Regions from separate parts of the Mus musculus genome. Here all the other regions are linked to region 1. Evidence: chromatin contacts called from public Hi-C and promoter capture Hi-C data. All regions are on one chromosome and are shown on one strand. Each heading gives the region's core, a stretch centred on a gene start, on an enhancer-like site or on the middle of the called end of the contact. The rest is flanking DNA. Distances are from core to core; before and after follow the strand shown. Region 1 holds the start of Rps12 (ribosomal protein S12). Region 2 overlaps Sgk1 (serum/glucocorticoid regulated kinase 1). Region 3 holds the start of E030030I06Rik (RIKEN cDNA E030030I06 gene). Region 4 overlaps Gm40612 (a long non-coding RNA gene). Region 5 holds the start of Arg1 (arginase, liver). Region 6 holds the start of Slc2a12 (solute carrier family 2 (facilitated glucose transporter), member 12). Region 7 holds the start of Med23 (mediator complex subunit 23).

What was found. Promoter capture Hi-C pulls out the DNA fragments that hold promoters and counts their contacts. A called contact is a pair of places that touch in the nucleus more often than the background predicts.
Region 2: a promoter capture Hi-C map of liver shows a contact between it and region 1, with 4 times the contacts expected there. The contact joins the enhancer-like site here to the promoter of Rps12 in region 1. A contact is called at or near these places in 3 of 39 promoter capture datasets (hippocampal neurons, liver and pre-B cells) and 2 of 115 datasets of contacts at active chromatin or transcription factors (astrocytes and embryonic stem cells).
Region 3: a contact with region 1 is called in a promoter capture Hi-C map of embryonic stem cells, with 12 times the contacts expected there. The contact joins the promoter of E030030I06Rik here to the promoter of Rps12 in region 1. A contact is called at or near these places in 2 of 39 promoter capture datasets (embryonic stem cells and hippocampal neurons) and 1 of 115 datasets of contacts at active chromatin or transcription factors (astrocytes).
Region 4: a promoter capture Hi-C map of hippocampal neurons shows a contact between it and region 1, with 6 times the contacts expected there. The contact joins the enhancer-like site here to the promoter of Rps12 in region 1. A contact is called at or near these places in 2 of 39 promoter capture datasets (frontonasal cranial neural crest and hippocampal neurons), 11 of 115 datasets of contacts at active chromatin or transcription factors (acute myeloid leukemia, astrocytes, embryonic forebrain and 3 more) and 1 of 9 other capture datasets (embryonic stem cells).
Region 5: a contact with region 1 is called in a promoter capture Hi-C map of liver, with 2.2 times the contacts expected there. The contact joins the promoter of Arg1 here to the promoter of Rps12 in region 1. A contact is called at or near these places in 1 of 39 promoter capture datasets (liver) and 1 of 115 datasets of contacts at active chromatin or transcription factors (microglia).
Region 6: a promoter capture Hi-C map of embryonic stem cells shows a contact between it and region 1, with 26 times the contacts expected there. The contact joins the promoter of Slc2a12 here to the promoter of Rps12 in region 1. A contact is called at or near these places in 10 of 39 promoter capture datasets (the 3T3-L1 cell line, cranial neural crest, embryonic stem cells and 6 more), 1 of 484 Hi-C or Micro-C datasets (muscle stem cells), 4 of 115 datasets of contacts at active chromatin or transcription factors (astrocytes, embryonic forebrain, embryonic stem cells and 1 more) and 1 of 9 other capture datasets (adipose tissue).
Region 7: a Hi-C map of B cells shows a contact between it and region 1, with 8 read pairs. The contact joins the promoter of Med23 here to the promoter of Rps12 in region 1. A contact is called at or near these places in 1 of 39 promoter capture datasets (pre-B cells), 2 of 484 Hi-C or Micro-C datasets (B cells and CD4 T cells), 1 of 115 datasets of contacts at active chromatin or transcription factors (thymic regulatory T cells) and 1 of 9 other capture datasets (adipose tissue).

What each region holds. Positions count from the first base shown.
Region 1 is chr10:23,785,447-23,788,961 of GRCm38.p6, forward strand. Rps12 (ribosomal protein S12) reads right to left here and starts at 1,763. Exons shown (of 6, transcript NM_011295.6): 1 at 1,710-1,763; 2 at 1,548-1,598; 3 at 1,318-1,434; 4 at 456-558; 5 at 130-231. The coding sequence starts at 1,561. LOC115487513 (a small nucleolar RNA gene) reads right to left here and starts at 1,097; the gene lies at 1,024-1,097. Snora33 (small nucleolar RNA, H/ACA box 33) reads right to left here and starts at 5; the gene lies at 1-5. It overlaps Snord100 (small nucleolar RNA, C/D box 100), which reads right to left and starts at 375; the gene lies at 308-375.
Region 2 is chr10:21,998,738-22,002,252 of GRCm38.p6, forward strand. Sgk1 (serum/glucocorticoid regulated kinase 1) reads left to right here. Exons shown (of 14, transcript NM_001161845.2): 14 at 1-1,166. The coding sequence ends at 90. Among named protein-coding and RNA genes, the nearest start is that of Gm34267, 58 kb to the right of the region's middle. Within about 2 kb of position 1,979, at least 39 of the 459 cell types and tissues checked have an H3K27ac peak or open chromatin away from gene starts, as enhancers often do. A contact at or near this core is called in embryonic stem cells and liver, where this site is marked.
Region 3 is chr10:22,147,560-22,151,074 of GRCm38.p6, forward strand. It overlaps E030030I06Rik (RIKEN cDNA E030030I06 gene), which reads right to left and starts at 1,711. Exons shown (of 2, transcript NM_001254745.1): 1 at 930-1,711. The coding sequence starts at 1,453.
Region 4 is chr10:22,607,321-22,610,835 of GRCm38.p6, forward strand. The region is part of intron 1 of Gm40612 (a long non-coding RNA gene); the gene reads right to left. It overlaps Gm46216 (a long non-coding RNA gene), which reads left to right. Exons shown (of 4, transcript XR_003948850.1): 3 at 111-342; 4 at 1,639-2,112. Among named protein-coding and RNA genes, the nearest start is that of Gm46216, 3.8 kb to the left of the region's middle. Within about 2 kb of position 1,946, at least 82 of the 459 cell types and tissues checked have an H3K27ac peak or open chromatin away from gene starts, as enhancers often do. A contact at or near this core is called in embryonic forebrain, embryonic stem cells, hippocampal neurons and 1 more, where this site is marked.
Region 5 is chr10:24,925,788-24,929,302 of GRCm38.p6, forward strand. It overlaps Arg1 (arginase, liver), which reads right to left and starts at 1,683. Exons shown (of 8, transcript NM_007482.3): 1 at 1,525-1,683. The coding sequence starts at 1,581. Gm40616 (a long non-coding RNA gene) reads left to right here. Exons shown (of 4, transcript XR_001779741.2): 2 at 1-30; 3 at 1,175-1,986.
Region 6 is chr10:22,643,195-22,646,709 of GRCm38.p6, forward strand. It overlaps Slc2a12 (solute carrier family 2 (facilitated glucose transporter), member 12), which reads left to right and starts at 1,817. Exons shown (of 5, transcript NM_178934.4): 1 at 1,817-2,119. The coding sequence starts at 2,005.
Region 7 is chr10:24,868,006-24,871,520 of GRCm38.p6, forward strand. It overlaps Med23 (mediator complex subunit 23), which reads left to right and starts at 1,981. Exons shown (of 30, transcript NM_001166416.1): 1 at 1,981-2,141; 2 at 2,449-2,480; 3 at 2,659-2,746. The coding sequence starts at 2,094.

The sequences.
Region 1 (3,515 bases), core at 513-3,012:
TTGAGATAAGCAGATTAATTGGCTGGCTTTCAAATGATGGCTTATCTTTACAGAAGGTTTAAATCTTGTCTTTAAAACTTGTTTCCACTAAAGGGCCATCAACATTTTAAAGAGAAAAGCAAGACTTACCTTAACCACTACGCAACTGCAACCAACCACCTTCCGTGGTTTGCCCTCTCGATCGATTTTACAGAGGCCTACCCATTCCCCTAGTTTCTTGTTGTCATCAACCTATCAAAGACAAAAGCAATTACTAACAAGGATTGAAACTAGTAAAAGCTGACCCTCAACATTCCCAGGGTGGCTGTTTCAGGAGGGTGACGTGCAGTTTCCTCAGCGAGATTCAGAAGAGGGAGACTGTTTTCATCATGTACAGCCCACGTGAAAATCATCAAAACTACCATGCAAGTTAGTGCTGGTGCCTGTGGCTCAACACCATTATCACTAAGGCTTACCTTTATCAGGTTGATTTGGTGCTCAGCACAAAGTGCCTCCACCAGCTTGACATACATGGGCTCATCACAGTTGGATGCGAGCACACACAGATGGGCTTGGCGCCTAAAATGCAAAACTCAAAGGTGAAACCTTCAAGGGTCTTCACTGTGCTAGTAAACCTGACCACACAGGATTTACTGTACCAAACTGCAGACTAGCCATTCACTTTCCCTGTACAAACTTAGATACCAATACCACACATTATAATAGGAAACCTATTTATGGCCAAAGGAAACTATGACCACTTTCAGGGTATTTCCAACTTGAAAGCTGATCCAAAGCAGTCCTGTGCAGGAAGCACTGTAAATATTCACAACAGCATCCAAAATCACCTGACTTTACCTCAAACAGTAGAATACACGTGCATAAGCCTAATAAACCATGCATGTTCTCAAGTCTCCCGGATATAGCTAGATTTCCCCGACACCACAATATTGTCGTTTAAGTATTTGCAAACTAAATAATGATGCCCCCCCCTTTTCCATCTTCTAGCAAAACTACCGGACTATCTATCCCCACGAGCTACAGGTTTGTCAGACTAGCTGTTTCTCACCCATGAACGGGGTGAAGGGGTATCCGACAATTCAAGTCATCATGCAAACACTGTAGCTTTACAAAACTACTGCTCGTCATCCCCGATCCACACAGCAACCCACACATCCTAAGTGGGCTAGAGTTGATACCTTTTCCTAGGTTTCCTGCTGGCCGGATGACATTCAGAACTTTTGTGCTAACAGCATGAACTTCACGCTCTCTTCCCTTGGCTGCTGCAGTCTTTGTTCCGGCTGCAACACCCCACAGTATTGAGACTGAGACACGTACTTGTCTAAGGCTTTGGCAGCTTCGCGTATGCCACGTGCTAGGCCATCGTGGATGAGGGCGGTCTTCAGCACCTCTTGTAGAGCAGTGTTGACGTCCATTACACCTCCAGCAGCTATGCTGGAATGCAGACAGAGACGTTAGGACCCTCGGCAGGCTAGGGATGGGGAACTAGCATGGAGAAAAGCCCAGACCAGCGCCGCCCGCGGGAGGCCCACGCCCCACTCGCTCACCCTTCCTCGGCCATGGCGGTGAATCACGGGTGACGCCGAATCTTGAACGCACTGAAAGACAAAACATCAGTAAATCGCCCGTTAAGACCCAAGTACTTCACTTTTGAAGCCAAGGCGCAGTAGACACGCTATCGCCGGCGCACGAGCTGGGATCACACTCACCCCGAGCTTCCGCCTCCGCGCAAGTCGGCGGCGGCAGGGGAAAAGGCCGGCGGTGGCCGCATGACGGTATTTAAGCGCTCCGCTCGACTTCTGTGCGCATGTGCAACTCCTCCCACTAAAGAGGTGGCTCCGGTGGTGCCGTGCCTTAGGAGTTTCCACTTCCGCCTTTAGGAGCGTCCGTGGTAAGAACGCGGCTGGATTTCTAGCAGGCATCGCAGCGGGCAGCCTTTGCCCAGGGGGCGTGGACCACAGAGGTCCCACGATCCGCTCCTACGGAACACGAGAGGAGCCAAACTACTGCCGTTTTCTTCGCTGCTGAATTACTTTGTTTTAAGCAGTTTTTCCACGTCTTATCGTGAAGTTTCCTGTTGCCAATACTGGCCGATTAGGCTGAGTGTGTCCACATTTTGGTCCTTTGGTTTTTAGCCTCTCTGAGTGGCTGTGATTTGTGTATGATCACAAACCCCACTGCTTTGCAACGTGTTTAAGCAGACCTTGCGGCCAGGTCAGATCCCGGTCTGAATGCAACCGGTTCTGAATGAACATTTAGGTAATGACCCTAGTTTTTTTCCCGAGTCGCAGCTTCGCAGACACTGGATCCCTGAGGTACATGTTAAACTCTCACTGTGGATCTGTCACTAAATTCCACCGAGGATTCGGCTACCAGGAGTGGAACTCCAGAATCTTAAAGCCAGTTCCCGCCTACGCCGACAAATGCATTTTAATTTCGAAGGAATCACTCGCTCTTCTACTTCCAAAGCAAATACACAAGACATCTCTCTCAGAAGATATCCCCGAAGCCAACCAGAGCTTCTGATGGCCAACCTGGTGGATACAGTGATCATTGTCGGGCTCATGAATTTCATGAGGATATAAGAAAGTTGATGGAAGTTTTAGCTTTTCCAATAAACGTTTGGGTTTCACCCCTAAAGCCTCATGCTTGCTTCCTTACCCCTGCAATTCAAAAAAGTATTTAATAGGTGGTTAGTTTCTGTGGGCGTATTTCTGCCAGTGTCTATGGTGCTGTTTTAAAGATGAGAGACGGCGGACACTTAAAAGTCTGCATTTTAAAAGATAAAGCTAGTATTTTAGCCAAAGAGTAACATACCAGAATGCCACGGTGCTGGGGAGTGGAGATGATGTGGGAACGCAGGGGATTTGGAGTTTATGGCAGCATTTAAAAGAGGTTTTAACTAGAGTTCCAGCCAGGTAAGTGCAGGAAGAATATTCAGACAGGAAGAGAGAGCAGGAAGGCACACGTGCCTTTTGGCTGTTTTGGAAGTGATTTTGAAACATTACACAGTCGGAAAAGAATGTGGTTAAGTAGAGTTTAAGTAGTTTCCTTAGTATAAGGCTATTAAAAGTTAATGTGTCAAACCATACATAAGTTGCAAGACTTTCATCCCAGCACCTGAGAAGCAGAGGCAGGTGGATAGCTGTGAGTTCCAGGCTACCAGGAAGACAATGTCTAAAGCAAAAAAAGGAAAACATTTAAGTGTTAAGCATATTAGAGTTCTCTTCCCGGAAGAAAAGTCTCACAGAAGAGACTAGATGGTAAAATTGGAAAATAACTACTGCATTTAAATACTAAGAAGAAACAGCTGAGTCCTTTCAGCTTGGTGCCTAAGTTTTAGTGCTGCTTCCAACACAGTAGCAACCAGCTCAGACTCTCCACACCTTTGATGTCAGCTCTCTGTCCTAATAGTCCACCCTAATGAATGCCTTTCTGTCAGCAGTAAGCACCCCCTTTTAACAACTGGAGCCCCTCCCCCCTTAAATCTTGATTGTGTAATAATTTTAATACCC
Region 2 (3,515 bases), core at 729-3,228, 1.8 Mb before region 1:
GACAGCATCCTTGTCACGGCCAGTGTGAAGGAAGCAGCAGAAGCCTTCCTCGGCTTCTCCTATGCACCTCCTGTGGATTCCTTCCTCTGAGTGCTCCCGGGATGGTTCTGAAGGACTTCCTCAGCGTTTCCTAAAGTGTTTTCGTTAGCCTTTGGTGGAGTTGCCAGCTGACAGAACATTTTAAAAGAATTTGCACACCTGGAAGCTTGGCAGTCTCGCCTGCCCGGCGTGGCGCGACGCAGCGCGCGCTGCTTGATGGGAGCTTTCCGAAGAGCACACCCTCCTCTCAATGAGCTTGTGAGGTCTTCTTTTCTTCTCTTCCTTCCAACGTGGTGCTAGCTCCAGGCGAGCGAGCGTGAGAGTGCCGCCTGAGACAGACACCTTGGTCTCAGTTAGAAGGAAGATGCAGGTCTAAGAGGAATCCCCGCAGGTCTGTCTGAGCTGTGATCAAGAATATTCTGCAATGTGCCTTTTCTGAGATCGTGTTAGCTCCAAAGCTTTTTCCTATCGCAGAGTGTTCAGTTTGTGTTTGTTTGTTTTTGTTTTGTTTTGTTTTTCCCTTGGCGGATTTCCCGTGTGTGCAGTGGCGTGAGTGTGCTATGCCTGATCACAGACGGTTTTGTTGTGAGCATCAATGTGACACTTGCAGGACACTACAATGTGGGACATTGTTTGTTTCTTCCACATTTGGAAGATAAATTTATGTGTAGACTGTTTTGTAAGATATAGTTAATAACTAAAACCTATTGAAACGGTCTTGCAATGACGAGCATTCAGATGCTTAAGGAAAGCATTGCTGCTACAAATATTTCTATTTTTAGAAAGGGTTTTTATGGACCAATGCCCCAGTTGTCAGTCAAAGCCGTTGGTGTTTTCATTGTTTAAAATGTCACCTATAAAACGGGCATTATTTATGTTTTTTTTCCCTTTGTTCATATTCTTTTGCATTCCTGATTATTGTATGTATCGTGTAAAGGAAGTCTGTACATTGGGTTATAACACTAGATATTTAAACTTACAGGCTTATTTGTAAACCATCATTTTAATGTACTGTAATTAACATGGGTTATAATATGTACAATTCCTCCTCCTTACCACACAACTTTTTTTGTGTGCGATAAACCAATTTTGGTTTGCAATAAAATCTTGAAAACTATTTGCATAAATTGTGTCATGTGTTAACTTTGTATATATTGATAAACTGGATTTAGGAGGGGGGAAAATAATGGATCAATGTGAACATACTTTTGGTAAGCTCAGTATAGTAGCACACAATTTCCATCCCATCTCCATCACTTAAGCAGGGCTGATGCAGGAGGATTATGAATTGGGGACAGCCTGGATGGAAGAATTAAGATCAGCTCAGTTTGCCCAGTTTTTTGGTTTCTTTGTTCAGGGAGGGTCGGGTCGTAGTTTACTGAGGCTGGCTCGTAACTTCTGGTGGAGGACTCCCTAGCATGTGAAGGTCTGGGCTGGATTTCCAGCACTGAGAACATAGTCTGCATTTTCCCCAAGTCTCTGTGCGGCCAGTCATGAATCCATCCAAACAATGCAATAAAATAGCATTGTATATCAATAATGTTCCCTGTGTTGACTGTCTAGTGAGGTCCTATGGACAGCTTGTCCTTACATTTGGCTTAACAAGTGACAGGTAATTCTTTTAACAAATATGAGTACTTGGGGCTGAGCTCTGCTCTGACTGCTAGAGACATGATATAGGTCATTGCTCTCAAGGGAGGGTCTGGACCATAGCGTAGGGTGTCACCAAAGAGGGCATGGCACATTCATAAGTGCCCGAGTTCCCAAAAAACTATCCCAGAACAGGCTCAGGAGAAAGGAACCCAGTACCTGCTTAAATCAGTGGAGCTAGCAACTCAAGGGCCACCAGGTTGTGAGTCTGTCCTACAGAGCACTCCAAGGTCTGTCCAGCTAGGAATTAACACCGTCAGGCAATCCTCTCAAGCCCCATCCTCTGGACCTTGCGCATGAACGCTCAAGGGATGCCCAGTGGATCCTGCTGTCACGTGCAGCTTTTCATCTGGTCCACCGCCCTCCCCCCCATTTGTATATAGTTCCCCCAAGGGGAAGCTGTGACCTTTCCCCTCTTCTGACTCATTGAAGGTCTCCACTTAGCCCCCCCCCCCCCTTCCCTTATCCAGCATGTCTTGTGGAGTGCACTGAAGGAACGACATTCAATGAGAGGAAGACTGCCAGCTCCCAGTGGCCACAGATTGCACGATGCAGTTGTACTGGGCATCAGCTGTGTATTAAATTCCCTACCAAACCCAAACAACAAGAAGAATGTCAGACTGTTCTCCAGGGAAAGGTGCTGCCAGCTTTAGGCGGAGGGCTCCCTCCTTCCCCCACATTCTCAATGGCAACATCAGTTACAAACCATTGCTTGAACAAAAATGTTTCCACTGTCCTCAGAGGCTATGATCGCAAAGGTCTATGATCTCACTGGGTTCCCAGAGGACCCAGTTGTGAATTAGAATGTGTCTTTTGCTTGGGTTTTTAATTTTGTTTTTGAGGTTTTCTTTATATATATTTTTTATTTGATTTTGAGATAAAGTCTATGTAGGCCTGGCCGTTCTGGAATAGACCAAGCTAGCCTCAAACTCAGAGATACATGTCTCTGAGTGCTGGAATTAAAGGCCTGCTCCTCTAATCCTGGCCTCTTTTGCTTTTTGAAAGATGAGATCTCACATAGTTCAAGCTGGCCTTAAACATGTCATGCAGTTACAGATGGCCTTGAACTCCTGATCCTTCTGCCTCTGTCAAGTTCTAGAATTTGCCTGACTTGAAGGTCTCTATTTCTTTGGTTATTTTGTTTTCTTTTTCTTTAGTTGGAAGTATGATTTATTGGGGTGTAGTCAATCACTCCACACAGATATGAATTTATCTAGAACTGAAAGATTCCAGAGGTATCCCAAGTGCTATCAAACAAATGAGAGGTTGGATCAGCACAGTTGTGCAGGAAGGGAACAGGGCAGTCAAGAAGGAACAAGAGATCAATAGACAAACAGCAAATATTTGCTAAGTGTTCTGATGCCAAGTACCACATGTGCCAAGGTATTGCTTATCTACAGGAGTGGGGCATGTCCCTGCCAACGTGTTCCCAGAGGCTAAGCCACTGAGGTGGAAAAGGGGACAATTGGCTCAGGTGTGGCCAAATATGCTCCACATCCTCACACTTGGGAGGCAGCAGAGTGGAGTCTGGACTATAGAAAGAGATTCCGTGGCTCGAAAGAGAATGGGGGTGGCGAGGGAGGAAGGGACGGAAGGAAGAAAGAGAAGGGAAGGGAGGGAAAGAGGAAGGGAGCAGTTTGTATGTTCATAGCTCCCCAGGTATGGGTTTACTCATCTGAATTTGGGACAATTTATTCAGCTGATCCACTAAGCTTCAATGAGTTGATCCTCTGCTACCATGAAGAGTAAGACATTCTCCTTGAATGATGTGCCACATCCTTGAGGAGACACCGCATGATGCGCACTCATAGCCACACAGGAGATAG
Region 3 (3,515 bases), core at 461-2,960, 1.6 Mb before region 1:
TATCTGGACACCCCACAGGTAACAGACAAACGAAATTTGATACTAAATTCTAATGTTGAAATTCATCCTTTGCTACAGCTGTAGTGATCCTCTAGGGTAGTGAGTGACTCAAAGCCAGCAAGCAACTTTCAGGATCACAGACCTCTCTGAAGTGCAAGACACAGACAGACAGACAGACAGACACACAGATGGTAATCCACTTTTAGTAAAACCTGACTTTCTAGAAGACTCATTCTCCCTCGTCTCATTATCTTTTGCTGTTGCACCCCATGTACCCTTGCCACCCAACTAAAGCATAGGCACAATGGGGGCCTTTATTTACATTGGCTTTTTACTTATTTATGTAGTAATTAAAATTAAAATGTAGTAAAAAAAAGTAAAAATGTACTTATAAGTCTAACTATATTGGAGCCGGGCGTGGTGGCGCACGCCTTTAATCCCAGCACTTGGTAGGCAGAGGCAGGCGGATTTCTGAATTCTAGGCCAGCCTGGTCTACAGAGTAAGTTCCAGGACAGCCAGGGATACACAGAGAAACCCTGTCTCGAAAAACAACAACAAACAAACAAACAAACAAAAAACCAAAAAAAAAAAAAAAAACCCCAAAAAACCAAAAGACAAACAAACAGAAAAAAAAAAAAAACCAAAAAACAAAACTAACACCCAGCCCAGGAAGATTCTGTAGACTGAGTCCTAGAGGGCTTGGGGTTGTCTGGTTTTGTCCCTAAAAGACACCCAAAGCCCCCAGACCCCTTGGGGCACGCAGAGCGGTGTGGGAGGGGGAGGGGAGCCACCGCAGGTCTCTTTTTCTGCCTGTCTAGCAGGGTCACCGGTTTTATCTGAGGAAACTCAACTCTTAACTTTAGTTGGGCAACCAGCCGCCCCTTGCCCAGCACATTCCCGGACCCCATAGCCAGGGCTCCAGGCTCACCTGACCACGTAGGGTTGCTCTAAGGTCTCCAGGTGCCTCAGCACCGCCACCTCACGGACGGTGGAGAGCCGCAAGTCCTCCTCACTGGTCTGTACTCGCTGGCGCTTCGGAATCAGGAAGCGGCCGCCATTCTTCAGGTCGGGGGCCTTCGCCGATCTCTGCCAAGCACTCGTACTCTGATCGGCGCCACCCAGGCTGTCCTTCTCCTTGCTGGCTGCAGGCTGTCGGTGCGGCACAGAGGAACCGGGGTGCGTACTCTCTGACTTACACGCCTCGGGGGCCCCCGGGCTAGACGGACCGACCTTCTCGCCCGCGGGCGCAAGCCGGGCGCAGCCGCGAAACTCCGCCCAGCTGAGTCTCCGCGCCCTGCCGCCGCCGCCGGAGATCCCTCCTCTTCCCCCTCCGCAGCGATTACGTAGTCTGCCCACAATCTCTGCACCTAGGAGGAGGAGACCGGAGGACAAGGAGAAAGTGTGATCAGACTGCCCGGGAGACTTCCATCGGGTTCCACCAGCTCCCCTCATTCTCCCCTCTACTCGCCCTGGCTGCCTAATCCGGCCAGGTTTCTCGGAGAAAAACCAAGTTACTTTTCTTCCCCAGCACGGCTCGTGCTGTCTTTGAAAGGAAGAGGTTGCTGGGGCCCCTTGGGGATGAGCGCCGAGCGGGACGCAGCGGGACAAGAGGGGGCGTGCGGAGCAGCCCAGAGTGTGCCCGGAGTGCGGGGGAGGGGGGCGCCGGGCGCATCAGTGTCACGGCTCAATATTTATACCTATATCGTTGTTCTCAGCTGCCCTCCCTGACTCGTCGCGCGGAGTACGGGGCGACCTGGGGGAGTTCGGAACTGGCGTGAAAGCACCGGGGGTTCACCCATGTGGGGTCGCAGAGCGGGGTTGGGGCTCCTAGGACCCTGTAACCCAATGCTGCGAGTATGCGAGTAGGGGTGGTCAGACATCTGCTCGGAGATTGCTTCCTTTCTACTTTCAGTTTTTCTACAGGGAGACATTTGAAAGAGACTCGCTCTCACAAACGGTCTTTGGGGTATGGCAAGCTTAGCGGGAGACGAAATTCTGCCTCCGAATCGCCGAGGACCTCCCTTGTGGAAACTCAGGGAGGACAGACCATCTGGTAGGGGAGGGCTGGGGCTACTAGAGGTGGGAGAGCAAGGGGCCCTGGAAGGGGAGAAGTGTCCTGCTCCCTTTCCCGCGCGCGCGCGTGCACACACACACACACACACACACACACACAAAGATCGCAAGGGTATGGGAAAGGCAGGTCCGTCACACTTTTGCTTGTCCTGTCCTGAAAAGTAACTTCGGGACTTTGCTAGCTAACCGGGACTGGTCCTTAAGTTTTCAACCCGTGCAAAAGCAACCGCCCTTACGACGGTGGGGGTGGGGGCAGTAAACGTAGGTCTCCCGGGTGTGAGAAGGGTTAGGTCTCCCTTGTATCGCGACTTCAGAACCCCCGCCCGGTATCCTTGGCGGCTGAATGTTGGTAGCCAAGACAGTCGCTCTGTTCTCCAAAGGCTGGAGGCTAGGTCCCAGGCGCGGTCGGGCGTCCCATCCCCGTTCTGTTGTTTAGGGAAGACCGAGTGAGCCTTCCCGTCCCACCGCGGCCTTAGTCTGGTCTGGACCTTGTTCCACTACAGCCGCGTATCCGGAAAGGTCCCCATGCGTTTACCTGCCCCGCACCCCTCCTCCCCCGCTCGCTCTTCCGCCTGGAATTAAAGAACACATGGCGCGACCCCCACTGGGTGCGAGCATAGCACCACCTGGACAAGGCAGGGACACCCCAGGCTCCTTTGAAAGCTTTCCTAAAAAGCTGCATAAAGGACCCTCCAGGCCTCTCCCGGGGGTCGAGGGCCACATAGGTAGCGGGAGCAATGGCCTTGGCGCCCCTGTCCAGCCCAGGCTCCCGGAGGGGGCAGCACACGCACACCCAGACCGGAGCGGCGGTCCCTAGCCCCCTCTCCTCCTCCACTTTTGTTGTTGTTGTTGTTGCTTTACCACGCTGGCTAAATGTGACTTGACCCCATTTCAAAAAAGTTTGACATAGTGCTTCAACCTTTCTGCACTCCTCCGCGACTACAAAGGCTGCAGCCGCCTCCTTCTGCTTTCTGTCTCAGCTCTCTGTCTTAGCACTGAATGAAATCCTTCACGAGCTTCTCCGGAAGCCTTGCCAAAGGGTCCCCACCAGCTCAGCGAGGGGAGGCCTGGGGACCGCGACCCGCTCGTGTGCGCAAAGGCAGATGCGCCCGCACAGATAACGCCCACGTCCACAGGACGAATGCGCCGCGGAGCCCCGTGCTGCTCCTGCCCAGGGTGTGCATTTGAACTGCAAGGCTTTAAATAAGGAAAGTAAACTTGGGGCGTGAAGCAAGAGTGCACGCGTGCGGCTTCAATTCCGGTGGGCTGTGTGCACTACACTCCTTGCTTAACGCGCCTGACGGGTAGCCAGCAGGAAGCCTGGGCGAACATTTTACTCCTTCGTTGGGAAGATGGGGCCCATACCCACACCCCTCGGGAGGCTACAGAGGGAACTTGCACAGGGGAAATAAACGTGGGGGCGCGGAAACACATTCTCCAG
Region 4 (3,515 bases), core at 696-3,195, 1.2 Mb before region 1:
AACTGTGGATGTGCTGTGGCCGGCAGTTTGAAGTTCCTGTCTTGACTGCACTACAGTGATGGATAATGACCTGGAATGGAAAACTGAAATAATTCACATTTCTCCACCAGGTTGCTTTTGGTTGATGTATTTTACACAGCAGCAGAAATGAAGTTGGGGGACGCTAACTCCCACTCTGGGCTCCTGTGACTGGGAGAAGTGATCCTGTTTGGAGAGCGATCTGACCAGGGATGACCTGACCTGAGGGCTTGTTGCTTAGCAGTGGTCCTCAGAGGATGTTTACCAACCAGACCCACGGTTCCTGGCATGTGAGGCGACAGAAGAGAGTCACTTCATTTATGGGTAGGGGTTAAAGAAGTGAAAGAAAAAGAAAAAAAAAAAACCAAGAGAGGGCCATTGGGTGAGCAGTTTGTGCACCTCTTTTAGGAGTGGAGCAGCAAGGATTGACCTCCGTAAAACCCCTGGCAGGAGGAGACCCCCGGCAAATGGCTCAAGTGCATATTTTACATACCAAAGCAGAGTTGGCTATCAGGCTATTCCATCAGCCCCTGGTCTCTACCTATTACAGGGCATGGCTGGAGTCTACCCTGAACTTTCCAGCCCAGGGTATGGGCTTCACCTCCACCAAAAGCTCTTCCCTATATAATCCAGACATTTTGATCCCTTCCCTTCCCTTCCCTTCCCTCCCCTCCCCTCCCCTCCCCTCCCCTCCCCTCCCCTTCTCCTTTTTCCCTCCTTTCTTCTCCCTATAAGTTCTTCCTTTCTTTCTCCCCCCCACCCCATGGAGACTTTTCTAGACCAGTAATCCAACCCACCCCCAACATTCCCAGCTGCTTCTCAATAAACCTATTGGCTCGAATTGGCTCATTTTGTCAAAGGGAAAATAACTTATCAAAGAATAAAACAACGAATTTGGAGGTAGAAGGGCAGGCAGCATAAACCCCATTTGTCTCCATTTAAGGACCAGGCCTCATTCTGAAAAGAAGGCCATAAGATACCAGCTCTAGGAACAGACCATAAAATCCATAAAATCCAGAAACAAGGTCATAAAACCCTGTCCCAGAGAGCAGCCTGGGGATAACCGCAGGAATGGGGAAATATTTTACCTCAGGATGGGCCATCTGTGCGGCTGTGCAGCCCTATCTCATCCTGTAGTTAACCGTTTATGGCATAGGAATGCAGACCACTGACCACCTGGCACAAGCCAATCAGAAGCCAACCCCTAGCACCCAACAATGAAGTTTTAGATTACCTAACGTACTCTCTAAATATATAAGAACATATTAGCCAATCAAAGTTACTCAATACTACTGTCACCGCTTTGGCCCCTATCAATCCCATTAGAGATGACCTAATCCTTCTAGAGAGTTCCCTGGTTCCCTATATGAAGGCCTGTAGGCCTTGGTGGGGGGTAGGGGTGTCATTTTGGAGAATGGTTGAACCCACCCCCACCCCGGTTGTTTCTTAAGAATAAACGCTCTTTGTCTTTGTATACTATCTGAGTCTGGTATCTTCCTTCAGCGATTTTCTGACCTTTGCAGAGGAGAGTGAGGGCAGGGGTATTTGTGTAGGTACTGGCACTGATGGAGGAGGAAATCCAGTCTCCATTTTTTTTTTTTTTTTTTTTTTTGTCTGCAGCCCCTGAGTGACAGAGGCAGCTGGGAGCATCTCTAATTTCTACAAGGCAAAATCGAATCTTCTGAGGATTTGTCATGCTCCCCTCTGACCCAAGTGTACAAGAGGATTAACTGTTACCTCTCCAGTAATGACAGTCACAAACGCCCCACCCCTCCCTCCTTCCTCCCTCCTGCAATGTTCTCCCTAAGTCCATCCCGGTTCCCACTGCGGCTCGAGTTTGAGCACTCGCAGCCATTCTCTCTCCCTTTACAGCAGCGGAATTCCCTCCAACTCGCTCAGGGATTGGCAAAACAAAAGCCAGGAGGACGGTGCCTGGCAACCACTACTTCCTGCAGGGCCACACAAAAGCACCCACTGCCAGCTGGAACACAAAGGCTTGCCGGGCTCATTTCTGGGCTGGGGGAGGTAAACGCGCTGTAGTTGTGATGTAGAAGGACAAGCTGATGTTTTCCTTCTGGGGAAAAAATATCTTGAAATCTCACCCCCAGCGTCGTCCCCAGGTCTGGGAATTCCAAGATTTCATCTGCCTTACCTCAAGGTGTCTCTTAGTTGAAAGAAGTCTTCTCTACATGTCCCAGGGCTAGGCTGGGAGCCTGGGCCTGCAACAGAACCCAGAAGAACCCAGCTTCTGGGGTTTTGTTTGTGTTTTTTTGTTTGTTTTTTGGAGTTTTTTTTTTTTTTTTTTTTTTTTTTTTTTTTTCGAGATAGGGTTTCTCTGTGTAGCCCTGGCTGTCCTGGAACTCACTTTGTAGACCAGGCTGGCCTCGAACTCAGAAATCCGCCTGTCTCTGCCTCCAGGCAGGATCCAGTGCTAGGATTAAAGGTGTGCACCACCACGACCAGCTCAAACCCAGCTTCTGGCAAAGGCTCCAACATTCACTGTATTGCCATCTTGGAATTTTCTTAGGTTAATGAAGTCTCTAGTGAATCTTATAATTTAGGGATCGATGTTTTGTTTAAAGGCAAAAAGAGAGTAGAAAAACAAAACAAAACAAGAATCTGGTTACTTAACCAGAGATTCTTTGAAAGTCCTCAGACGTGCAGGTGTAGTAACTGAAAGAGAATTGCTCTGAGCATCCATGCTTGATTGCCTCCTTCTCCAAAACTACCCAGAGTTCATATTTCTTTCTCCTCCTCCTCATCCTCCTCCTCGTCCTCCTCCTCCTCCTTCTCCTCCTCCCCCTCCTCTTCCTCCTCCCTCCATTGCCATTTTATGCAAGTGACCTCACATTGACTTTAAAGACTCTCCTAGACCATGCTCAGAGCCATCACAAAAGTCAGAAACAACATTGCCCAAAGACTGCTTGTGCATTGCACAAAGACTACTTGTCCAAACATATGTATGTGTCCAGGACGTCCTAACTTTGGATGGCTGCTACTCTTGATACTGATCCTTAGAGCAGAGGCTAACTGGTCAGTCAGAAGCCAGGCACCCTCCACAGCGCACCTGTGTTGGCTGCCTCCCAACTCTCTCCTTCTAGCTGAGGATAACAACAGACTCATAACCTTCCTGCTTGTACCACCCAAACACTGAGATCATAGGCATACCAGGCTCCAAATAAGCCCCTAATATTTACAGAACTTAAATTACTTAGGTTGTATACCAAACGGTGTCTCCAAAATCTATACTTCAAAGTTCTAACCCCCAGGACCTCAGAATGTATCAGAATCACAGAGTCACACAAGCACAGTGATCCCAACTTAAAGTGTTTCTCCCAGGAAGGTAAAGCCCCTGGACAAGCTTGTTTTCCATGATCTCTAAAAATACAGCCAGAAAGAAGCTCTTTGTTCTCTATAGCCAGCAAAAAGCCTTTTTGTTTCTATACTTTACAACCAGAGATGCCTGCCTTCCTGTGCCCAGGACACAGATAAAAATT
Region 5 (3,515 bases), core at 433-2,932, 1.1 Mb after region 1:
AAAAGTAAAAATTTTAAAACAAAAGAACAGGTAAGCATATTATGGATTTTTTTTTAAATGTTTGCTTCATTATGTGTGTGTGCATGTGGGGGTGGCTCATGGAGGCAGAACATGGTGCTGAGTTCTCTGGAACTTGAGCTATGGGCAACTGTGAGCCGTCTGGTGTGGGGGATGGGAACTGAACCCTTGTCTTCTCAAAGAGGAGCAAGTGCTCTTAACCACTGAGCCACTTATCCAGACCCATATTGTGATTTTTTGTTTGTTTGTTTGTTTTGGTTTTTCGAGACAGGGTTTCTCTGTATAGCCCTGGGTATCCTGGAACTCACTTTGTAGACCAGGCTGGCCTCGAACTCAGAGATCCACCTGCCTCTGCCTCCCGAGTGCTAGGATTAAAGGCGTGCGCCACCACGCCCGGCCATATTGTGGTTTTAAAGGCATCATGAATCAACAAAATACCCCCATATTCTAGTGTTCTGGGAGAGCTCTGTGGAGATTTTTCCATAGAAGGTGAAATGCTATTACTGATACCAAATACAGTCTGGGTCTCCAACCTTCCACAATTTGTATAGTGAAGAGGGTGTGTGTGTGGGGGGGGGCGGGGGGCAGATTATATCTTTAGGTTCCACAGTTTAAAAGGCTAAAGGCTGCCTGAGTCTAAAAGCCAAGAGAAAGACCCCACGTAAAACAAAAGGACCCAGGAGTCACACACCACCTTGCTTGGCTTGGATTCCCCCCGTCCTTTTTAAACACAGAGAGTTGGAGCCTAAGGCATCCTGCTATCTCATTCTAATTAGCAGCCTGAGCGTATCCACGCAGACGGGGAATGAGGAGCGCATTTAGGCAGTGCTGACATGCGTGAGTCACTTAGGCGGGCTAGGCAGAGATTTATGGATCCATTAGTCGTGCAGACCTGATGTATTGTTTTATTTGTTCTCCTTAAAGAGAGATGTAAACCCCCCACCTCCCCCCCCATCTCCCCCCCCCAACTAATACTCAAAATCATTAAGCTCAAAATACCATGAATTCTTCGCAAACTTGCAAAAGCTCTATTATTTAAGTTATCCAAATTAAAACAAGCCTAAAGGCTACCTACCACCACCCATTACATTTTTCTAAGCATGAATTACGTAACCAGACTAATGTGTTTTCTTACAATCTCTCACTCCATACTCAGAAAACATCAAAAGCACCAAGAGCCACCGTAACTATGAGAGAAACTGCAGCCCAGACACAGGTGATCTACATCCAGAGGGTTTTTCTTCAAGCTTTGTAGTGACTCTTTGTCTTGAAATGGACTTTGGCAGGATCCAAAAGTCGGCAAGCATACTATGCCACACAGTGGTGAAGAGACTTGAGCTCTAGCACCTGGAGCCCAGATGGTGCTGGGAAGCTTGTAGCCCCAAGGCAACGCCTGTTAAGTGTTAAGAATGTAACATTTCCAGCTTGCAGCTAGACCACGATGCCTGGCAAGTGTTAAAATGTAACACTTCCCAATAAATTCCAGTCATTCAAAGCCAAACTCACCTGTCCTTTTGAGAAAGGCGCTCCGATAATCTCTAAGGACTTTGGCTTGGAGCTCATGCTCTCTCTGGGTTCCAGCGGCTGCTGCTGCTGCATGTGCTCGGGCTGTCCAGCTCCTCTCCACCGGCCGTAACCCTAAAAGACAGAGGGCACATCTTTTTCCCCCCTTATAATCAGGTTGGATCTGTTTATCCAACAACTGGCTCCGCCCACCGAATGGAAGAATGACAGAGTCAACAGAACCTCCCCATCAGAGGAACTACCATTCTTCCCTCTGAGCATTATTCATCCGTCCAGTTCACACCCTTTTGAAAAAGCCAGCTGGATGACATTAATCTCTCCTCAGACAATTGACAATTATGTGTGATTTCATAACCTCATGTGAAGTGCTAGGCTTCCGGCCTGGGCACCTCAGGGCAGGGTGCTCACCTTTTCCAGGATTTAAGTCCACTGGGGACTTGCAAGGTGAGGCTAAAACAGCAAGTGGGGGGGGGGGGTGAGGGGGTGGGGGGGGTGTCTCTTACTTCCCTCCTGTTGAGCATCCTGAGTCAAGGCTTCAAGTTCTGGGGAAAGTGAGACACATTTCATGTGTCACCAGGTTACACTGTCTAGGAAAGCATGGGGCTGGTTTTTGTTTTATATTGTTGTTGTTGTTATTATTATTATTATTTACAGGAAGGCATCATTTATTTCCCTGACAACCCAAAGCAGTTCTATTTTTGAAATACAGTCTCCAGGAAAATCTCATTTTTGGAATCATGATATCCCAAGATAGGGAAAGCAAACTAGCTAATATGAGTTGTCTTTGTCGTGTGCCAAGTGCTATTCTAGTTAATGTTCTTTCGCTTCCTGTTTCCTCTTTAAACTAACTTCAGACTGAGAATCATTCTTATGCTGTTTTGCCCAGGAAGAGACTGCAGCTTGGTGAGGTTGCTAGTCACATACAGGTTGCAGAAGAATCGAAACGGAGCAATGGGCATTCTGCACCCGCCGAGCTGCCGCGATTCTAATCTACACACCAGCAGAGTGTCAGCAGGGCCCCCTGAGATCTAGGGCAGATGAGAGAGGCCAGCCGGTAACACCAAGCCCGATGACCCGAGTTTGACCCGAAGAACCCATTTGGTGCAAGGAAAGAGTCAACTCCTCCAAGTTGATCTCTGACCTCCACGTGGGTGATGTGGTCCGGTCCCTGTGTAAAGCCACCCCCAACACTAAAGAAATATTTTTAAAAGTATTAATTTAGAAGAAACACAACCAAGTATTCTCCCAGTTACAAAGTTACATGATTATAATTTTAAAAAGAAAACCCACATGTCAGAAGTAAATTTCTTTAACCTTGTGAGGACAAAAAGCACCCAGAATTTTAATACCTCAAGAAAGATTCTGTTCCCTCTACCATCAGTACATAGAATCGTTCAGTACAAAATAAACATTGACTTATTGATTGAATAAATGTATTGCATTTATTGAATGAATAAATCAAGAAGCCAAAGTCCCTCAGGACCATTTTGATACCTCCTTTTCAAATATATTTTTCATCTTACTATGTTTTTCTGATATACGGTTATAGATTTTTTTAAAAAATTGATTTATGTAAGATAGAATTTTCCTATATATTTGAAGCTAGCTAGGAATTTAAGTTTTACCTGCTCCCAGATCCCAAATGTGCACCTCTACATTTTTGTTTGCTTTTTGGAGACATGTTTTCTTTGTGTGGCTCTGGCTACCCTAGAACTAGCCCTATAGACCAGGCTAACCTTGAACTCACAGATAGCAATCTGTCACTGCCTCCTGAGTGCTGGGATTAAAGGTGTGTGATACCACCACCTGTCAATACCTCTACATTTTCTTCTATTTAATTTAAACTTTCTCTTTCTTTGGGCCTCTTGGTGCTGGCCCACAAATTCCAGCTATTTGAGAGGATGAGGCAGGGGGATTATAGGTTCAACACCTGCTGGGGTTATAGGGTTAGTTCAAAGGTCAACACAGAACCT
Region 6 (3,515 bases), core at 567-3,066, 1.1 Mb before region 1:
TGAACCACTTACAATCTTAATAAAGTGTTCTAGAAGTGGGTTTGTCCTGTGCCTATACAATTGCCCCAGCAAACAATCCAATACTTCCTGCTAACAGGAAGCAGGGGTGTGGTAGCTGTCATAAAACAAAGCATTTGTACAAGTCACCCCACAGCAAGAACTTTTGTTCCACCCCACACTAAGTTCATTACAGGTTCCTGGCATGGGAATGTGATGAAACGATAAATATGTGTTTTTATATTCACAAATAAGCCCTGCAAACCCTGTAATGCACATGGGGACAAGCAAAAGCAGTTTCTTCAGCCATTTTGCATTATGAGTTCTTTCGTCTTGATACATTGATCTTCTCTAAGCTTCTACGAGTAATGAGACATGAGTGGGGTCTGTGGGGGATTCTTCCTAGAATGACCGGCACAAACATCAGGTGTGTAGCCAATGCTCGTTGCATACTAAATAAATTATAGTTGAATCTGTTTCCATGTCTTTCCTAAAGCATAATACAGCAATGCCTAGGGAAGAGGTGTTCAAATGATGCTAATGAAAAACCTAGTGATGACGCAAAGTGTGTGCAAAATAAGTAAACACAGGTCACTGCTTAGACAAGTGCAGACCTGCTTTCCCTCACAGAGGAATGGCTAGTATGAGAATCTGTGTTTCCTGGCATCTCTTAAGGTTGAGGAGAACTAAAGAGTGTTGGACAGGGCTGGAATGTTAGAACTCCGGAGAATTACCGTCCACCCCTGACCAGCTCTGAAGAGTTCGAGAGCACTGGGTGTATTTGTTTGTTTGGTGCAGCTCTGGCACTCTGAATCCAGGACCTTGTGTGTAGTAGGCTCTACCACTGAGCCACAGCCTGCTCTACAAAGCTTAGGCAAGCTACTTTAGCTCCCATTTTCTCTAACGCGCTTTATTTGGGAAAAGAATCGCTCGAGGTCACACAACCAGCATTGATTTCTGTCTTATAAAGTACTTCATACGTTTAAGTTTTTACCCCAGTGGTTTCTAAGGTGATGTCACAGTTTTCTCAGTGGATATGATTTGCTAAGGACAGAACGGATGGTAAAATATGTCAGTCTGTCTGATTGTTTATGTAAGTACACATTCATAGACCAGTAAAACACCCCTCCCTCTGGTGCCCTGATTTGTTTCATGTTACAACAGCTCCAGTCATCTCTGAATACCGAGTGTCCTCCCGCCAGCCAAGCCAGCGAGCAACCTGACAGAAGATCCTCTGTTTGCCTCGCTTTCAGGTCAACTGTGCATTTTTAAAAGGACTATCTTGCTATAAACTCAGGCTAGAAAGTGTCTAAAGAATCCATGCGACTGGAGTTGGGAGCAGGCCTTGATCCGTACCACGGGCCTAGAGAGAAAGCTATGCTAGGCATTTACCTAGACCCAAATCCCGTTGAAACAAACAACTTTTACGCTTTGTTTAAGCTGGTGAGTGTTGTGGCTTTTAGGGCAATAGGCTTGCCCACAAAAGAAATATTAATACTTTTCCTTCTGGTATGTCTTTACATAAAATGTTCCTCTTCGGCGAGATTAACTGATACCATCTGTGAGTATTTGTTCCCTACTCTTGGCTTGCAGACTTGCATTTAAATCTGCATGCTTCTTTTTCTAAGCTGCTTTTCAAATTGCGGGAACACAAGAGCTAGCCCTAGCCGGTGGCCAAACACTGCCTTTGAGTCCCAAGTCTTTTTAACCTCTTGCTTCCAACTCGCATCTAAAGGCAAAACAATCCTGGAGACACGGCCCTCCCCTTGCCTGTGATAGGCTGCTTGGAATAGCAACAGCCTGTGTCACCGAAAAGGGCAAAGCCTTCGGAAATAGAAACAAAGTTGGTTACAAATCACACTGGCTTTGCCCGAAGGTCGCCCCCCCACTCAAACCCCTCCCACTCTTCTTTAGCATGCTGCCCATGGGGACAGTGACCACTGCTGTCAGCGCGGTAGGTCTGGGTGGTCCGGTGGCGAGCGAGAAGCTGTAAGTACTACCGTGACCATGGTACCTGTTGAAAACACAGAGGGCCCCAATCTGCTGAACCAGAAGGGGAGAGAGGCGGAGACCGAAGGCAGCTGTGGAGCCAGCGGCGGAGGGCATCCTGCCTGCGCGGGAGGTAACGTGAGACGGCCGGGCTGGCTCGGGTGACCGCTAGAGGGGACAGTCGTCCCCACGAGCCCCTTCGGACTGTGCGTGTGCGTGGGAGTGCGTGTGCGCGCGCAGCCCGGGAGCGTGTCGTATGTGTGGAAACGGGAATGCAGGGTTCAGTGCGACGCGGAGTGACCCAGAGCCCTACATGCGGGGACCGAAGTCTCCTTGGGACTTTATGTATTGAAACAGGAGCTACTGCAACGATGGGCTACATCAATTTGCTTTACGTAACGCAATGTACACATTCCTCTCTCTTGGAAAGGTGGATCAGAGCCTCAGTTGTGAGCACACACCTTTTTTGCTTATTGTCGCAAACAAACGGTGTGGAACAAGTGGACATTATGAGTTATTCCGTGCCCCTAAACTGCACCCCTGTTTGTCCCTGCTTTCTTGGAAACTTGCCTTTCAAAATGAGATTCGTTGAATACTTTAACTTACCAAAGAGAACTTTAGTAGTTTTTATGGTGTTATCTGTGCTTCACCGAGATGCTTGTCTCGGTGGATTTACAATCCTCCACCTTTTTGTTTGTCCGCTTGTTTGTTTGTTTCTTGGTGCCTCTTTCTATTCATCTCTTTTTCAAGGGACTATATACTAATTGTGGTATGACAAACCCAATACAAATGACCCTCTTCTTCCTCTGCTTAATACTTTCTCATCAGCGCCACATGCTTCAATCATACATTCCATTCCCAAGTGGAATGTTACAAATAGTCGCCAATGCTCAGCGACACAGAAGTTACTCACAGCCTTCCACCTGGGAATGGGTCTACCCAAGGATGTTTATGATTTGGGAACGGAATCCACTAAGCCTCACGCGGAAGTGAAGTGGTCCCACCCCAGAAATGCCTTGCTCCAGGCTTAGGGCCTTAGCCTGATTTTCCTTCCCTCATCTAATGGAGGATGGACACCTGGGGCCATCTTTGACCTCTCTCTTTCCCCAAAGCCTTTCGGGCTGACTTTAAATTCTGTTAAGAGCAGGCAAGAGTAGTCAGATTGAAGTTGGAAAGGCCTTATCTTCACATGCCTGAGAAAATGAGCTGCAGAAGACAGCAGAGCATTGAGGTGGTGCTGGCAAACAAAGGGTTAATTAAATGGTGCCTCTGTGTCACAGTGTCACCGAGACCAAGAAGAGTAACTGCCCAGCATGGCTTTTGCAACAACCATAAAGAGTTGACTAATTTTTACCACCTACCTGTAATGTCAGTATATAGGAGGAGGAGGCAGAAGGATTTAGGCCAACCAGGTGGACATAGTGAGCCCATCTCCTCACATGCACACACGCACATGCACACCTTTAAGGTAGCTTTGAAAGCACAGTGTACCTTCATATCTTCTATTGTACACACTTACAATTATCTTC
Region 7 (3,515 bases), core at 731-3,230, 1.1 Mb after region 1:
CAGGGCTAGTTAGCAAGTATACACCAGGATATTGGTATCTTCTCTGACTAAAGGCTGACATTACTACAAGTCTATAAGTGTAAGCCTACATATTTAGAAGGCAGTTTGACAAAATGAGCTCAAGACAAGCCTAGGAGCACATAAGACCTTATCACAGACCAGAAGACATGGGAAGAGGAAAAAAAAGGAGGAGAATATGGAGGAACAATAGCAACCTCAGCCACAAAAAGGAAAGACAACAAGAAAGCTGAAGATGTCCATCTACCAGCCAGGGAGACTGTCTGTCCTCCAGATTTGTATCAACATCAACATAAATCTCTATTATTTAAACTACACAGTCTTTCATATCATGTCCACAGCAAACAGAACACTGAATGTTAAGTCTTTCAGGCTACTCTTCAACTAGAAAATTAAACAGTTCATCTCAGTAGCTATGGTACAGTAAACAATGCTATATACAGTGATTGGATATCATTTACATTTGTTGGGAAGCTAAGTTTCTGCCAGACTATGACTGGAAAATCACCAGCTTCTTGCCCATAAGCTCTCAGGAAGCAGTGCCTGCTTCACTGTTAGAGCAGAGCAGCTTCAGTTGCCTGAAACCCACATGAGAGATGGGAGTGGGAATGTGTCTTTACTGGTAAACTGTTTGTCTAGCAAGCAGGAAGCCCTGAGTTCAATCCTAACCCAAACCCTAGCACACCTAACCCTAACCCCAGGTCCAATCTGAAACCTAACCCAACACTTCTTCCTGGCAGATAGTCTCAGGGGCGTCCCATCTCTCGCCATGAGAAATAGAAGGATCAAATATTCAAGGTCACTCTGCTACATAGTAAGTTCATGGTCAACTTGGGATACAAAATACCCTGTCTCAAAACTATAAAATAAAATGAAGACGCCATGGAAACTCAAGATGGTCCTTACACGATTCCCCAGAAGCCCCTCTAATTCTCCAACATTGTGTTAAATTTAAATATTTTATTGGGAGGGTACTACACTGGTATGCCTTTTTGTAAGTCATCTATGCTTGAGGTAGGAGTTCCTAGTAATGAGGGTACCCGAGTCACGTGCTTCTATAAGAAACTATAATAAGCTCATTGTTTTACCAAGCTGGATTTGAATGAGATTTTTTTTTTTTTGAGGCAGGGTTACTCTGTGTAGCCTTGGCTGTCCTGGAACTCACTTTGTAGACCAGGCTGGCCTTGAACTCAGAAATCCACCTGCCTCTGCCTCCCAAGTGCTGGGATTAAAGGCGTGCACCATCACCGCCCGGCAAGATCCTTTCTTTAATCTGTCAATGTCCTCTATTTAGGGTTTATAAACATTTATTTACATCTCCCCAAAGAGGGAAAAGTCCTGTGAGAACTTATCTCCAGTCATGAAAACCAATTAAAAAAATATGGACTTAAATACCAAAGCTAGAACAAAGTTTCTGGAAGAAAACATTGACGAATAGCCTTTGGATAGACAAAAATTTCTTCATACTAAGACAATAAAAAAAAAAGTTTTCAGAAATTTACCAGGATGATGGGAAAATTGTTTTAAAATGATGTACTTAGTACCGCCACTTATTTGCGAATTAACAATAAAGGGTTTATTCTTTTTTTTTTTTTCAACATTCAATAAACGATGACGACACGCCCATCACTGTGCTAGCAACTGAGGGTACCATAGTGAAGACATGGGTCCTATTGGGCAAGAATAACGTGGTATCAACTGCTTCACGAGGTCAGCTCTTGACAGTCACCCACTTGGTTCTGGCCACAGCCCTTGTGATTCGGATCTGCAAATGAAACTCCAAACAGGTCGCAGTTCCGGCTCCAGCCAGGAGAGGGTGGCCTTGCCCGGGATCAAGCAGCGCTGTCAGCTTACGGGGTCACCTCTACGAGCGGAACCAACAGGCTGAGATACAGATTTCAGAGGGGCTGGTAACGGGTAAGCACCGGGCGGGCTCATTCGCCTGGCACCGAAGGAAGTAACAGAGCAAGAGAGAGCGGCGGCTTCCTGCTGGTGGCTCCGCCCCTCCGCTCCATTCTTTCCCGACCCTGGCTCTCACCCGTCTGTCGCCGGGTTCCCCGGGAGCCCGGGGCTCGATGGTACCGATGGAGACGCAACTGCAGAGCATTTTCGAGGAGGTGGTGGTGAGTGCCACTGTCCGTAAGCCAGAGCCATGGCTCCGGGAAGTGCAGGCTGCGTGCGGCTCCAGGCTGCGGGCCTGGGCCAGCTCCTTTCCCGCCCCTATGTTGACATAGGCGTCTGAACCGGGGTGGCGGTCCCCCCATCCCCGGACTGCTGCCAGATCTAAGAAAGTGCTGTTAGTTCCCGCCGCGGTCCCCATAAAAGTGTCGTGCTCTATCTGTATTGCCCGGGAATATTTCTCTCGGGGACATCTCCCACCCCGCCCCCTTTTAGTAGTCAGATCGTTTACTAGTTTTTGTTTGTTTGCAGAAAACAGAAATTATAGAAGAGGCCTTCCCAGGGTGAGTATGTGGCAGGCAGATCTTTGTGTGTGTGTGTGTGTTTTTTTAATTGTTGTTTGTAGATTTATCTTTGTTAGATTCCACTTAAGTTGGTTTTGAGGAGTTAAAAAAAATCTACCTTGCAGGATGTGTACCTGTTTAAAACTAGCAGCAGATAATGTGATTTTTGTTTTTTCAGAATGTTTATGGATACCCCCGAGGATGAAAAAACAAAACTAATTAGCTGCTTGGCGGCCTTCCGGCAGTTTTGGAGTGGACTTTCTCAGGTGAGACATTTCATGTTGAACATCCACTTAATGACGTTTGACGCCTTCCTTTTTACTTTTTACATCTTCTTTGATCTTTTTCTTAAGATCGTTTAGGAAAGGGAAAAATAAGACTGCTGTCATTTTATGTAAATGTACTTACTGGAGAACCTGTGTTAAAAGTTCAAGGTAATAAGATTGCAGTGGGAAATGTTTTAAAAATTTCCTTCTATGTTATATTATGTAAGGTAGTTTTTATCCTCTTTGTATAAATTGGCTTTGAATGGAAACAGATATGCTAAACTTTTCTCGTAAAAGAAAAATGTCACTATTCAAAAAATGGCCCAGTATTTATAAATATGTCCTCATAAAGACACTGTGATAGAGTCCCCACTAGAGTAGTATTTCTCATGATGCACTGTAGACAGAGAAGTGAGCCGCTGGGCTTTCTGTGCCTGTGAGCTAGTATAAAATTTGCCACCCAGTTATGGATCCTAAAGGCAATATGTTCATGTTTTAAACTTTCTATTTTCAACAGGTCATGCTTTGACGTGAACCTGAAATATATAAGGCAAGCGTGACCAAGCTCCACACGCTGGCCGTCTTCCTGATCTAGCTCAGCCACCTGCCCTTCCTGTCTGAAGCCAGCATCCTAGTTTGTGTTCCCAGAACTGTTTAGCTATAAGACTGTCTCTCTGTGTCCTGAGTTCTAGGATTATAAAGCCATCTTCGTTCTTTTCTCTTTAAACAGTGCTGGGGTGTGGGGGGTGAACACAGGGCCTCACACACT